Regions from separate parts of the Sus scrofa genome. Here region 1 is linked to region 2. A link is a contact called in public HiChIP or PLAC-seq data. All regions are on one chromosome and are shown on one strand. Each heading gives the region's core, a stretch centred on a gene start, on an enhancer-like site or on the middle of the called end of the contact. The rest is flanking DNA. Distances are from core to core; before and after follow the strand shown.

The links. HiChIP or PLAC-seq counts read pairs in DNA pulled down with a chosen protein or histone mark.
Region 1: an H3K27ac HiChIP or PLAC-seq map of alveolar macrophages shows a contact between it and region 2. The contact joins the promoter of LOC102161584 here to the promoter of TSNAXIP1 in region 2. A contact is called at or near these places in 1 of 5 promoter capture datasets (liver), 3 of 47 Hi-C or Micro-C datasets (heart right ventricle, liver and skeletal muscle) and 2 of 2 datasets of contacts at active chromatin or transcription factors (alveolar macrophages and skeletal muscle).

The regions. Positions count from the first base shown.
Region 1 is chr6:28,192,698-28,198,398 of Sscrofa11.1, reverse strand. It overlaps LOC102161584 (proline-rich protein HaeIII subfamily 1-like), which reads left to right and starts at 1,617. Exons shown (of 3, transcript XM_021094085.1): 1 at 1,617-1,992. It also overlaps a transcript of CTCF not described here.
Region 2 is chr6:28,426,729-28,432,418 of Sscrofa11.1, reverse strand. TSNAXIP1 (translin-associated factor X-interacting protein 1) reads right to left here and starts at 3,888. Exons shown (of 16, transcript XM_021094108.1): 1 at 3,414-3,888. The coding sequence starts at 3,460. It overlaps RANBP10 (ran-binding protein 10), which reads left to right and starts at 4,036. Exons shown (of 14, transcript XM_003355780.5): 1 at 4,036-4,306; 2 at 5,076-5,187. The coding sequence starts at 4,072.

The sequences.
Region 1 (5,701 bases), core at 368-2,867, 230 kb after region 2:
AAGGATAACTTTTACAGCTCCTAAACTTTAAGTTGGTTGAATGGATCTCTAAAGATAACTTTTACAACTACTCTTTTTTTTTTTTTTTGCTTTGCTTTTTATTTTTTCGGGCCACACCCGTGGCATATAGAGGTTCCCAAGCTAGGGGTCTAATGGGAGTTGTAGCTGTTGGCCTACGCCACAGCCACAGCCACTTGGGATCCAAGCAACAGCTCACAGCAACACCGGATCCTTAACCCACTGACCAAGGCCAAGGATTGAACCTGCAACCTCATGGTTACTAGTCGGATTCGTTAACCACTGAGTCATGACGGGAACTCTCCCTCCATTTATTTTCTGTAAATTTAGTTTTCCAATAAAAACTAAGTACAGACCTTGGCATTTAGGAAATCTCAAAGGATAGCAACTCTGTGGACAAGATCTACAGCATTAAAAAAACAGAAATGATCTGTAAAACCAAAAAGCTGGTGACTGTATATATGGTACAAATCAATTAAGAAATAAAATATCATCTATGGAGCACAATGCTAACTTGGGAAAATAAGATTTCCTCCTAACTCAACTGCAGACTTTAATCTGTGCGGAGCTTATTTTAATAAGTAAAACATGCCACTTGCCACCCACAATTTCAAAAAGAAAGTAAAACTGAAAAGTACAAGAATGCCAAAAATTATACAAATGGCCTAATATATTAGTCAATTAAACATGATTCTATTCCTAAGCATGACAGTCCAATTGCATTTAGTTACTTAGCACAATTTTATTGTGGAGAAGGAACATAATGTTGAAAAGACTCCCCAGTTGAGGCATCTGGTGCAAAATTCTACAGATTGAGATTACACAGAGTAGACCAATCAATTTTGCTTATTAGCACCAGGCTGTTTTAATTTCCTCATAAACTTAATATAGCTTTCCTGCCCCCTCAAAAGTTAATCAATACTTTCCCCTTTCTAAAGCTACCCAAGTTGATACATCAACTGCTGCACCAGTGTATTAAGGTACCAGAATATCTGAGGAAAAAGAAAAGACTGATAATTCAACAAGCAGCTTTTTAACGACGCAAGAAGACTTAAGGACAGAGTGAATTTAACACACATGCCCTGTTTAGCCTCTTTTGCCCCCTAAAGGGGTTTAAAATTTTAACTTTCCCAGCCGATCTAAACTCAAAGAAAGCATGAAGCCTATACATATGTGAATGTTTACTTATTGCTGAACTCAGGGCTACAGGAAGGAAGTCAGCTACTAAAGAGTAGTTACATTAAGCGTAGATATTTATAAACCAACTGCAACTACTGACCCAGGATTCAATTACAACATCAACCCTCATATTTCAGCATATGGGCAAATTACCAGTGGAGTCAAGAATAAATTCATTCTGCCCTACTGGCGCTTTAGATCAGGTTGCACAATCCCGGGGCAGAACTGCCTTCGCCTAGCCCTAAAGCATCAGGTACTAAGAACTGTACGAAGTCAGCGTCAGGATGTTTTAAATTTTAAAGCAAGAGGAAAACCCAAGAGTAGCCTGAACCAATTTAGCCAGCCCATAAACCCGAATTGACGAATTAGTCACGTCACTTGAGAATGAAATTAAGTTTTGATCCCTTTGAGATCTTAGCGCAGTCAGGCTGCTATCACTGCAAGAGGAATCTGACCCTGCCTCGAGAAAAACTACTTGTTGTCGAACTCGTGCCCTTTCAGCCCACCATGGGGGGGCCGCGCCAGTCGGGTAGGGCGAAGAGCTAGTTTGGGGGCGCAGCCGGGCCAGGCGGGGGCGGCGAGCGCGCGTCCCCCCGCCCGCTCCGGCGGCGTCGAGGCGCGAGCAGCTCAGCCAGCCTTGCAGAGGGAGCTCTCGGCAGCTCTGGGGTCCCTCTGCTCGCAGCCGCAGCAGCGCCGCCTGCGCCACTCGGTGGAGACGGAGACCAGCGGCGGCGACGTGCGGACTGGGAGCGACCGCCGAGCAGCCAGGCGGCGGGGGACACTCGCAAGGCGCGGGTAAGTGCCAGGGACCAGGTGGGCTGGAGAATACGCAGCCCAAGAGGCGCTGGCAAGGGCCCGACAACCATACTAAACGGAGACCCGGCTACACGCGCGGTTACTGGGGGCCTGGGCTCTAGAGCGAAGCGGTGCGGAAGCCGGGGAGCGGAGATCGCCTCTCGGCTGGGGCCACCCGACGCGGGAGGGGCGGAGGGCAGAGGGCGGGCCACGGCCGGGGAGATCCACCGGGCCAAGAGCCGGCCTCGAGGGCAGAGACAAAGGAAGGAAAATGGAGTCGCCAGCGCGCGGGCCTCTGTAGCCGCCGCCGCCAGAGGCCTAGCGCGTCGTCAAGAGGGAGGCCTAGCGGGCGGGAGGAGTGCGGGGGGTGGGGGGGAGCCGGCCGGGCCGCGGCGGCGACGGGCAATGGCGGCGGCCGCGCCGCAGCAGGGACGGTAGAGGGAGACAAACACCCCCCGGCGGCGGCGCTGGCGCCGGGCTGCAGCCAGCGCCGACCGGAGCGGCCCCATCGTGACACCTAGAGGCGGCCCGCGAAACCTCCTCCACCCGGGGCCCCCTTACCTCCGCGCCACACCCCCCGCAGCGCTCGCTCCGCCGCCGCTCCACCGCTCCGGCCACCCGGCGTCTCTAGCCAGCTCCGCGCACCCGCACGGGCTGCCGCCGCCGCCGCTGCCGCCAAAGAAGCAGCTCCGCGCACGGTTTAATCGCTCCACAGGCTCGGACACAAAATGGCGGCGGCGCGGTGCAGTGCGCCTGCGTCGGCGCTGCCGGGGCCGCGGGTGCTGATAAGGGAAGGGACGGGTTGGGGGGGGCCGGCCGGGCGACTAGTGGAGGGCGGGGGAGGAAAGGTGAGGGGAGGGGTTGGCGCAGGGCAGCATGGGAGGCAGCCCCGGGCGCCAACTTTCAAAAGCGGGCGCGATGGCGTCACGGGACGCGCTGCGGGTCGCGTCACGCCGCACGCGCTCTCGACTCGTCCCGCGTGGGCTCTGAGGGCACCCGATGTCCGGGCACCCGCGGGGTGGGGCTTCCTGAGTAGGTGCCGTCGCCTCTGGGCGGTCCAGGAACCCGGTCCTGTTGACCTGGTTCCTTAGCTGCGGTCTCCCGCCCTGAATCAGTAAGGGCGGGGGTGGGAGGGAGGGTGTTTGGAGGAAGCGCGCGCGGGACTAGGCTGTGGGGCTGAGGCGGCTCTTGGGCGGGGCGCGGCCCCAGTCTCCGCCCTAGCCGGTCGGGACCCGCCCTCCGAGAGGAGCGCGGCACTGCTACCCGCCACCCGCTAAGGCCGGGCGGATCCCCTCTCACTCCCAGCTCCTCAGAAACGATCCAACGCCCGCGAGTCACGGCGAGCAGGGCAGTCCTTGCCCAGTGGCTTTGGGGATCTCTCCGCCCTTCAAGAGGGCTCCTAATACGGGGTATCACAGAAGAGGGCTAGGGCTTCTTAGGTGCCCAGGCCACTTCATCCCGGAGAGGCCGACGGAAGGCCAGACTTTATGCTTTAACACGATCCTAGCAGTGTTTTGCCGAAAGCGCTTTTTGTATTTGGCGCGGTGTAAATCTGTGTTTTAAAACGTATATTTCTTATCTTTGCCCGAGAACTATTACGCTCTCTGTGGGCGGAGTCCTTCAGCCCCTCACCATGCGGTCGCCCTCCCACCCTTACTATGCACCTGCGGAGTCTAGCCAGTTGACAATAAAGTTCACTAAAGACCGACTGGAAGATGTTCTGATGGTTCAGGGAGGAGAGCTTTGGTTCCCATAAGGGAATCCAACTCAGGACTATATTCTTTACTTCCTTACCTTAGATCTCGGGGAACAAACGGACCCAGCATCTAGGGGACACTTCTCCATTGAGCTGATTGTTCCATTATGAGAATGCTAACCCAATGTTGACAGATCTGGGTTTGTTTTTGCTTTGTTTTTTTAAAGAAAATCTGGATGTTTGTGTGTGTGTCTGTGTCTGTGCGTGTGCGTGTGTGTGTGTAAAATCTCCAGGTGCTGGCAACTAAGTCAGATGTTTTAAAACTGCATAAGCTGGAGTTCCTCTTGTGGCTCAGGGATTAACAAACAACTAGGGGTTTGATCCCTGGCCTCGCTCAGTGGGTTAAGGATAGGGCATTGCTGTGAGCTGTGGTTTAGGCTGCAGACAAGGCTCGGATCCAGCGCTGCTGTGGGCTGTGGTGTAGGTCGAAGATGTGGCTCAGATCCTGCATTGCTGTGGCTGTGGTGTAGGCCGACTGCTACAGTCTGATTGGACCCCTAGCCTGGGAACCTCCATGTGGCACAGGTGTGGCCCCAAAAAGCCAAAAAGCCAAAAAAAAAAAAAAAAAAAAAAAAACCAAAGGGTTCTAGAGCATCTTTATTTGCTATTGGAAGTGATACAGGAGAGTGAAGGGCTCGCTTGACTTAAATCAGGATGAGATCCATGGAACGGTATAAGGAAACTGGGCAGACTGACCCGATAGGAACAGGATGCTTCTACTGTGGTAATTAGGATAACAAAGGTGAAGATGGATGCAAATACAGGGGAGAGAGAAAACAAGCTTGCACTTTTCCTAGGAGGACTGTCTTGGTGAAATCAGTGCCCATTTAAAGTTTGTGATCATGAGTTTAAAGTTAAACCAGTTGGCCCAGTGTGTGGTTTTTCTCCAGCAACATTCAGCTGTTTGGGTACAGACATGAAGAAAAGGGATAATTTGGTTTCTCAGTACCAGGATCCAAGTTTTCTGATTTCTAATCTCAGGTACTTGCTTTATGTGACTATTTTAGAAGTATTTGGAAATTTTCATGGGACTCCTTTTTCTAGAAACTAAGTGATTCCAGTTGTCTCTTATCAACCTGAGGACTGAAGCAGAAAGAAAGGGCAAACTTAGGGAGTTCCCCGGTGGCTCAGTGTGTTAAGGATTTGGCATTGTCACTGCTGTGGCTTGGTCACTGCTGTGTCCAGGGTTGCATCCCTGGCCTGGGAACTTCTGCATGCCATGAGGGCATGGCCAAAAAGAAAAAGAAAGAAAAGATGAACTTAGAGGAATTACCAGACACCTCTAGAATATTTGCATTTTTCTTTCACCCTCTACTCCAAACACCTCCTGTATACTTAGGAACTATGTACTAGAAACAAAACTCACTTGCATTTAAATTCTTAGTTTCTGGAGTTCCCATTGTGGCTCAGGTAATGCAAACCCAATTAGTATCCATAAGGCCATGGGTTCAGTCTCTGGCCCCACTCATCTGGTTAAGGATCCAGCGTTGCTGTGAACTGGGGTATAGGTCACAGACACAACCCGGATATGATGTTGCTGTGGCTGTGGCATAGGCTGGCAGCTACAGCTCCAATTCAACCCCTGGGAACTTCCACATGCCTCAGATGCCCTCCCGCAAAAAAAAAAAAAAAGAGGCTTTGTAGAGATCCTCAGCCCCTTCCACCATGTGAGGATACAGCACGAAGGCACCAATTATGAACCAGGAAAAGGGCCTTCACCAGAATATGACCATGTTTAAAAAAAAAAAAATGACCATGTTGATGCCTTGACCTCAGATTTCCAGCCTCCAAAACTGTGAGCAGTAAATAGCTGCTGTTTATAAGCCACCCAGTCAGTGGTATTTTGTTATAGCAGTCCTAACGGACTAAGACTACTATATTTATAATATCAACTATAATTACAACTATATGACCTCTGAGACATTAGTTAGAAGCCAGGATTGGGGTCCAGTG
Region 2 (5,690 bases), core at 2,639-5,138:
AGCTGCAGCTGCATGTCTGTGCCACAGCCAAGCAATGCTGGATCCAAGCGGGATCTGCAACCTATGCTGCAACTTGCAGCAACACCAGATCCTTAACTCACTGAACGAGGCCAAGGATTGAACCCTCATCCTCGTGGATACTACTTTGAGTCTTAACCTGATGAGCCAACCATGGGAACTCCTGGTGACATGTTAGTTTTGTTTTGTTTGTTTGCTTGCTTTTGGGGCCGCACCTGCAACATAAAAAGTTCCCAGGCTAGGGGCTGAATCGCAGCTGTAGCTGCTGGCCACAGCCACACCCATAGCAACTGAGGATCCAAGCCTCATCTGTGACCTACACCGAAGCTCACAGCCATGCCAGATCCCCAACCCACTGAGAGAGGCCAGAGCCCACTGAGAGAGGCCATATCCTCATGGATACTAGTCAGATTTGTTTCTGCTGTGCCATAACAGGAACTCCCAACATGTTAGGTTTTTTTCCCTTTTTTTTTTTCTTTTGTCTTTTTAGGGCTACACCCGAGGCATATGGAGGTTCCCAGGGTAGGGATCGAATTGGAGCTATAGCTGCCAGCCTACGCCACAGCCAAGGCAACACCATCTGAGCTGTGTCTGCAACCTATACCACAGCTCATCGTAATGCTGGATCCTTAACCCACTGAGCGAGGCCAGGGACCGAACCCCATCCTCATGGATACTAGTTGGGTTTGTTAACCAATGAGCCACTATGGGAACTCCCAAATGCGTTAGTTTTGGGAGTTCAAAAACAGATTTGCAAATAATAATTTTAAAAACACCTGGTGGAATCTATACACTTACCCAAAAATCCTTAGGAAGGAGTTCCCATTGTGGCTCAGTAGTTAATGAATCCAACTAGGAACTATGAGGTTGCAGGTTTGATGCTTGACCTTGCTCAGTGGGTTAAGGATCTGGCATTGCTGTGAGCTGTGGTGTAGGTCGCAGATGCAGCTCGGATCCTGTGTTGCTGTGGCTCTGGCGTAGGCTGGAGGCTACAGCTCCGATTCAACCTCTAGCCTGGGAACCTCCATATGCCACAGGAGCAGCCCTAGAAGAGGCAAAAAGACAAAACAAAAAATTAAAAAAGCCTTAGGATGCTTCTTTAATATTATATTTAATACTTTATACCAATTTTCAGAGGGGAACGGGAAACAGATATCTGTATTTCTAATATTTATTTATTTATTTATTCTTTTTAAGGCAGCACCTGCAACATATGGAGTCCCAGTCTAGTGGTCAAATCGGAGCTGTAACCTCTGGCCTATACCCCAGCCACAGCAATGCCAGATCTGAGCCATGTCTGCGATCTACAGCACAATTCATGGCAATGCCAGATCCTTAACCCACTGAGTGAGGCCAGGGATGGAACCTGCGTCCTCACGGATGCTATTCAGATTAATTTCCACTGAGCCAGGACAGGAACTCAAAGATTCCTTTTAGAGGGTTCTACTGGCATATGTGTAGTGCTAACGTCTGGCCTACCTCTCATCCGGGATCTGCTCTAAGGGAGAGCTGGAGGAGGACACCCATGCTATGCCTCTAAGGGAAGCAGTGAGCCTGGCCTGTTATACACCACTAAATACTGGTCAATTAAGAATATGGGCAGGAATGGGCGTTCTCTTGTGGTGTAGTGGGTTAAGGATCTGGCATTGTCACTGCAGTGTCTTTGGTTGCTGCTAAGGCATGAGTTTGATCCCTGGCCCAGGAACTTCCAAATGCCACAGGCATGGCCAAAAAAAGAAAAGAATATGGGTAGGAATGATGTTTTGTATGGCTACCAAATTCAGCCTCAGCAATTACATTATGCTTCCTTTTAAAAATACATGGGGATTCCCTTTCTGAGTCTATTTCATATCCCTTTCAAATATGACTGCATTTCCTAAATCTTTCCTGTGTTGGGTAAAAACACCTTTTCACATGCCTACTGTCTGGTTTTTGTAGATTCATTTTAGCTCTGGATAGAATAATCAAATTGGCATTTAATTTCCTAACTTTTGTAAGTTTTCTCTGCCAAGGTAGCACATACCCTGGGGGATTAGAGTTTAGGTGCGATCAGGTTTTTTCATTAGGAATGAGTAGAAGTGAGAAAATACACTCATTAAACACCGAAGGCTTAATATGTGCAAGATCTGTCATGAGAGCTTCATACACGCTGCCTAAATTTTCCTGAAAATGTAAGGTGGGCTGTATCATTCCCATATTTGAGATATGGAAACAGAGGCCCAGAACTTAAGGGCCTTCTCTAGAGCTAGAAAGGTATTTGCCCTGTTTTTTGCTTTTTAGGGCTGCACTTGCGGCATATGGAGGTTCCCAGGCTAGGGGTCTAATTGGAGCTATAGCTGCTGGCCTACACAACAGCCACAGCAACACCAGATCCGAGCCACATCTATGACCGATACCACAGCTCACCAAAAAGCTGGATCCTTAACCACTGAGCAAGGCCAGGGATTGATCCTGCCACCTCGTGGTTCCTAGTTGGATTTCTTTCCACTGAGCCACGATGGGAACTCCAAAATTTTTTGTTTTAAATATATGCTTTGTGACTTTCCTGGCTAACGGAGCTTGTTATCTTATTTTCAGTGTCCAGAGGCTGCACCCTGAATACAGGCAGGAGCTAGCAGGAGGCCTCGGGATGTTTCTAGGCTGCTTAGTGATGCTTCTTTGTCATAAACCAGTGGGTGCAGAGGCTGTTAACCTTGTGGCTAAGCGCTCAGTTTCAGGAATCACACATGCCTGGCTGGGTTTGAATCCTAGCTCAGTCATTTATAAACAGGTGTAAAACTCATGATCTCTCTAGACTTCTATTTCTCTATTTGTAAAATGGTGATATTACTAATTCATAGAGTTGTTGTGAGGGTTAATTGTGCTATGTAAAGAGCATGGCACAATTCCGGCTGTGGCTCAGCGCATTAAGAACCGGACAGAAGATACGTGAGGATGCGGGTTCCATCCCTGGCCTTGTTCAGTGGGTTAAGGATCTTGTGTTGTCCTGACCTGAGGTGCAGGTCCCAGACGTGGCTCGGATCTAGTGTTGCTGTGGCTGTGATATAGGCCGGCAGCTGCAGCTCCCATTCGACCCCTAGCTTGGTTATTTCCATACGCCGCTGGTGCGGCCCTAAAAAGATAAAAAAACACAAACAAACAAACAAACAAAAAAACTTGGCACGCTCAATACAAACAAGATGGCTGTTACTAATGATAAAGTATGCCTGCCCTTTTACAAGAATGTAACGGCCTCCCTGAGCTGAGGAGTCATCTGAGATTCTGTTTCTTCATCACCTATCCTGTGCGGTTGGAGCCCCAGACCAACGGAGAGAGGTCCGAATCAGGTACCATTTATTTCTTTTTCTGGAAGTAGTAAAGCCCTCTTCTCCGCCCTCAGCCCTGCCAGCGCTTACCTCGACGTGGTCGCCAAGCTGGGGCACTGCGGTTTGGAGGAGGCCATGACCCTAGGGCAGCCGTGCAGCCAGCACTCGCGAACTGGAAAGCCGTGCTAGTGTACAGCTCGTCGCCATGGCGACCAGTTCCCAGCAGCCCAGCGGCGGGGGCGGGGTCAAGGTTGTGTCTTGCCCCCAGCCCAGAGCCCGCGGGCTAGGAGGAAGGCCAAGTAGCCAAGATGGGGTCAGACTTGGGAATAGGGTCTTCTCAGAGTCTGTCACTACAGCAGATATGACTCTAGCGACCAGAATTGAGGCAGGAGGATAAACAGAGGCCATGGGTGAGGGAGGCGAAGTGAGAGGCCAGAATCGCGTTGCCAGCGGGAACTGTAGTTTTTGGTGTCCTAATAGCTTGGCTAAGCAGGCTTATGACTGAGTCGGTTTGTACTACATCTCCCAAAGTTCTTTACCAGCCCGAGCTAGCCTCCCTATGGAGAGCTCTGCATTCTGGGAAATGAAGTCCGAAATATGGCAGGGCGTGGCAGTATGCAAAGAGAGGTACCTAACTCGGACTCGATTTCCCTGCGGCCCGGGTTTGCTCTCCGGCCATTGGCTGAGCGGGGCGGATCTAGTCCTGTTCTTCCCCGCCCCCAGTGACACAATAGCAGCTCCCTCCAAGATGGCGGCGGCGACGGCGGATCCGGGAGCTGGGAGCCCGCAGGTTGGAGACTCCTCCGGCGGGGGCGCTGGGGGCGGGCTGCCGTCTCCGGGGGAGCAGGAACTGAGCCGGCGCCTGCAGCGCCTGTATCCCGCGGTCAACCAGCATGAGACGCCGCTGCCGCGCTCCTGGAGCCCCAAGGACAAGTACAACTATATCGGCCTCTCCCAGGGCAACCTCCGCGTCCACTACAAAGGTATCGGCCTGTTTGGCCGCGGGGGGTAAAAGGCCAGAGCGTCAGCAGGGTGGCTGTGCTGTCCAGCCCCTGCTTCATCACTTCCTTTCCCCAAGCTCCGGATTAGGCCTTAGCTCCTGTTGGGTGTTTGGGTGGTGGGCTGACCAGACCGAGGATTGGCTGCTTAGCCTACTCTGCCGTGAGACTTCGGATGTCAGGAGAACCTCAACAGGTGTCCAAACCCAGTGCTGGGTTGGACATTGCACCCAAGGCCTTCTTGCCTGTCCTGTGGTAGTTGGAACTCTCCCTGGGCCCTTCACCACTGCTTAGCTTTAAACGTCTCTGTAGACATTAGTGGTCTCATCCTCTCTATTAGCCAGAGGTGCATGAGCTTGCTTACCTGCTGGACATCTCAGACACTGCCTACGGTTCTGTGCTAAAGTTGTGGGGCCATCTTCCAGGGCTGCCTCTTCCTCCCTTAGTCTCCTAAGTGGGCTGCTTGGCTGCTTGTATTCTGGAGAGTCTGGCAGCAGCACGAGGGAATCTCTCACTTGTCACCCACCTTGCATATGCCTCCTGTGGTTTGTATGGAGACAGTGTCTCAGACAGTGCTACTGTTCTGAGGATGAGGTGGGAGGTTTGTGTGTTTGCTCAGTTGTTGTCTAATTACACCTTGGACCAGGAAAGGGCTTCCTCTGGCTATGAGGGGTGAAGTTGCTGTGGAGCAGAGAAGAATGAGTCTTCCATTTGCATTTCCTTTTGCTGAAATTTCTTTGTCCTCTCTTACTAGGTCATGGCAAAAATCACAAAGATGCAGCCTCAGTGCGCGCCACCCACCCCATACCTGCTGCCTGTGGCATTTATTACTTTGAGGTGAAGATTGTCAGCAAAGGAAGAGATGGGTAAGCCCAATACTGAGCTGTTCCTTTTGGTCAAAGTTTGAGGTCTCCTGATTGACCCTTGTGACTTGTGTGAGCTGCTGAGCTGTATGGGTCTGGGCTGCAGAGGGGATTAATAGTGGCTGCCTCTGTTACCTGGCTGTAGGCATGGCCTGGTCTAAGCAGCAGCCTTTGATGGCAGTTAGGAACCTGGTGTAGAGGAGGGGCTTCTCTTTAGTGATGACGAAATGAGGTACCTCATAGGTGAGGGAACCAAGTTTACATTAACAATTCAGTGTCCAGAATGGAGTTTCCCCATTATTGTGGGGTGTTTGTGACTTCCCTCCTTTCACACTCTTGCTGCATTCAAGGTTCCTTTTTATGGTTATTAGTCATGTAGAGGCCCCTTTAGACTTCAAAGGAGTAGTAAAGTCTTTGCAGCATTCATCAAAGCTGCGGCAGCCACTGGCCTGTCATCTTAGGGTAAACAGCATGCACATGGTCAAAATCAGGTGACCTTGCTACTC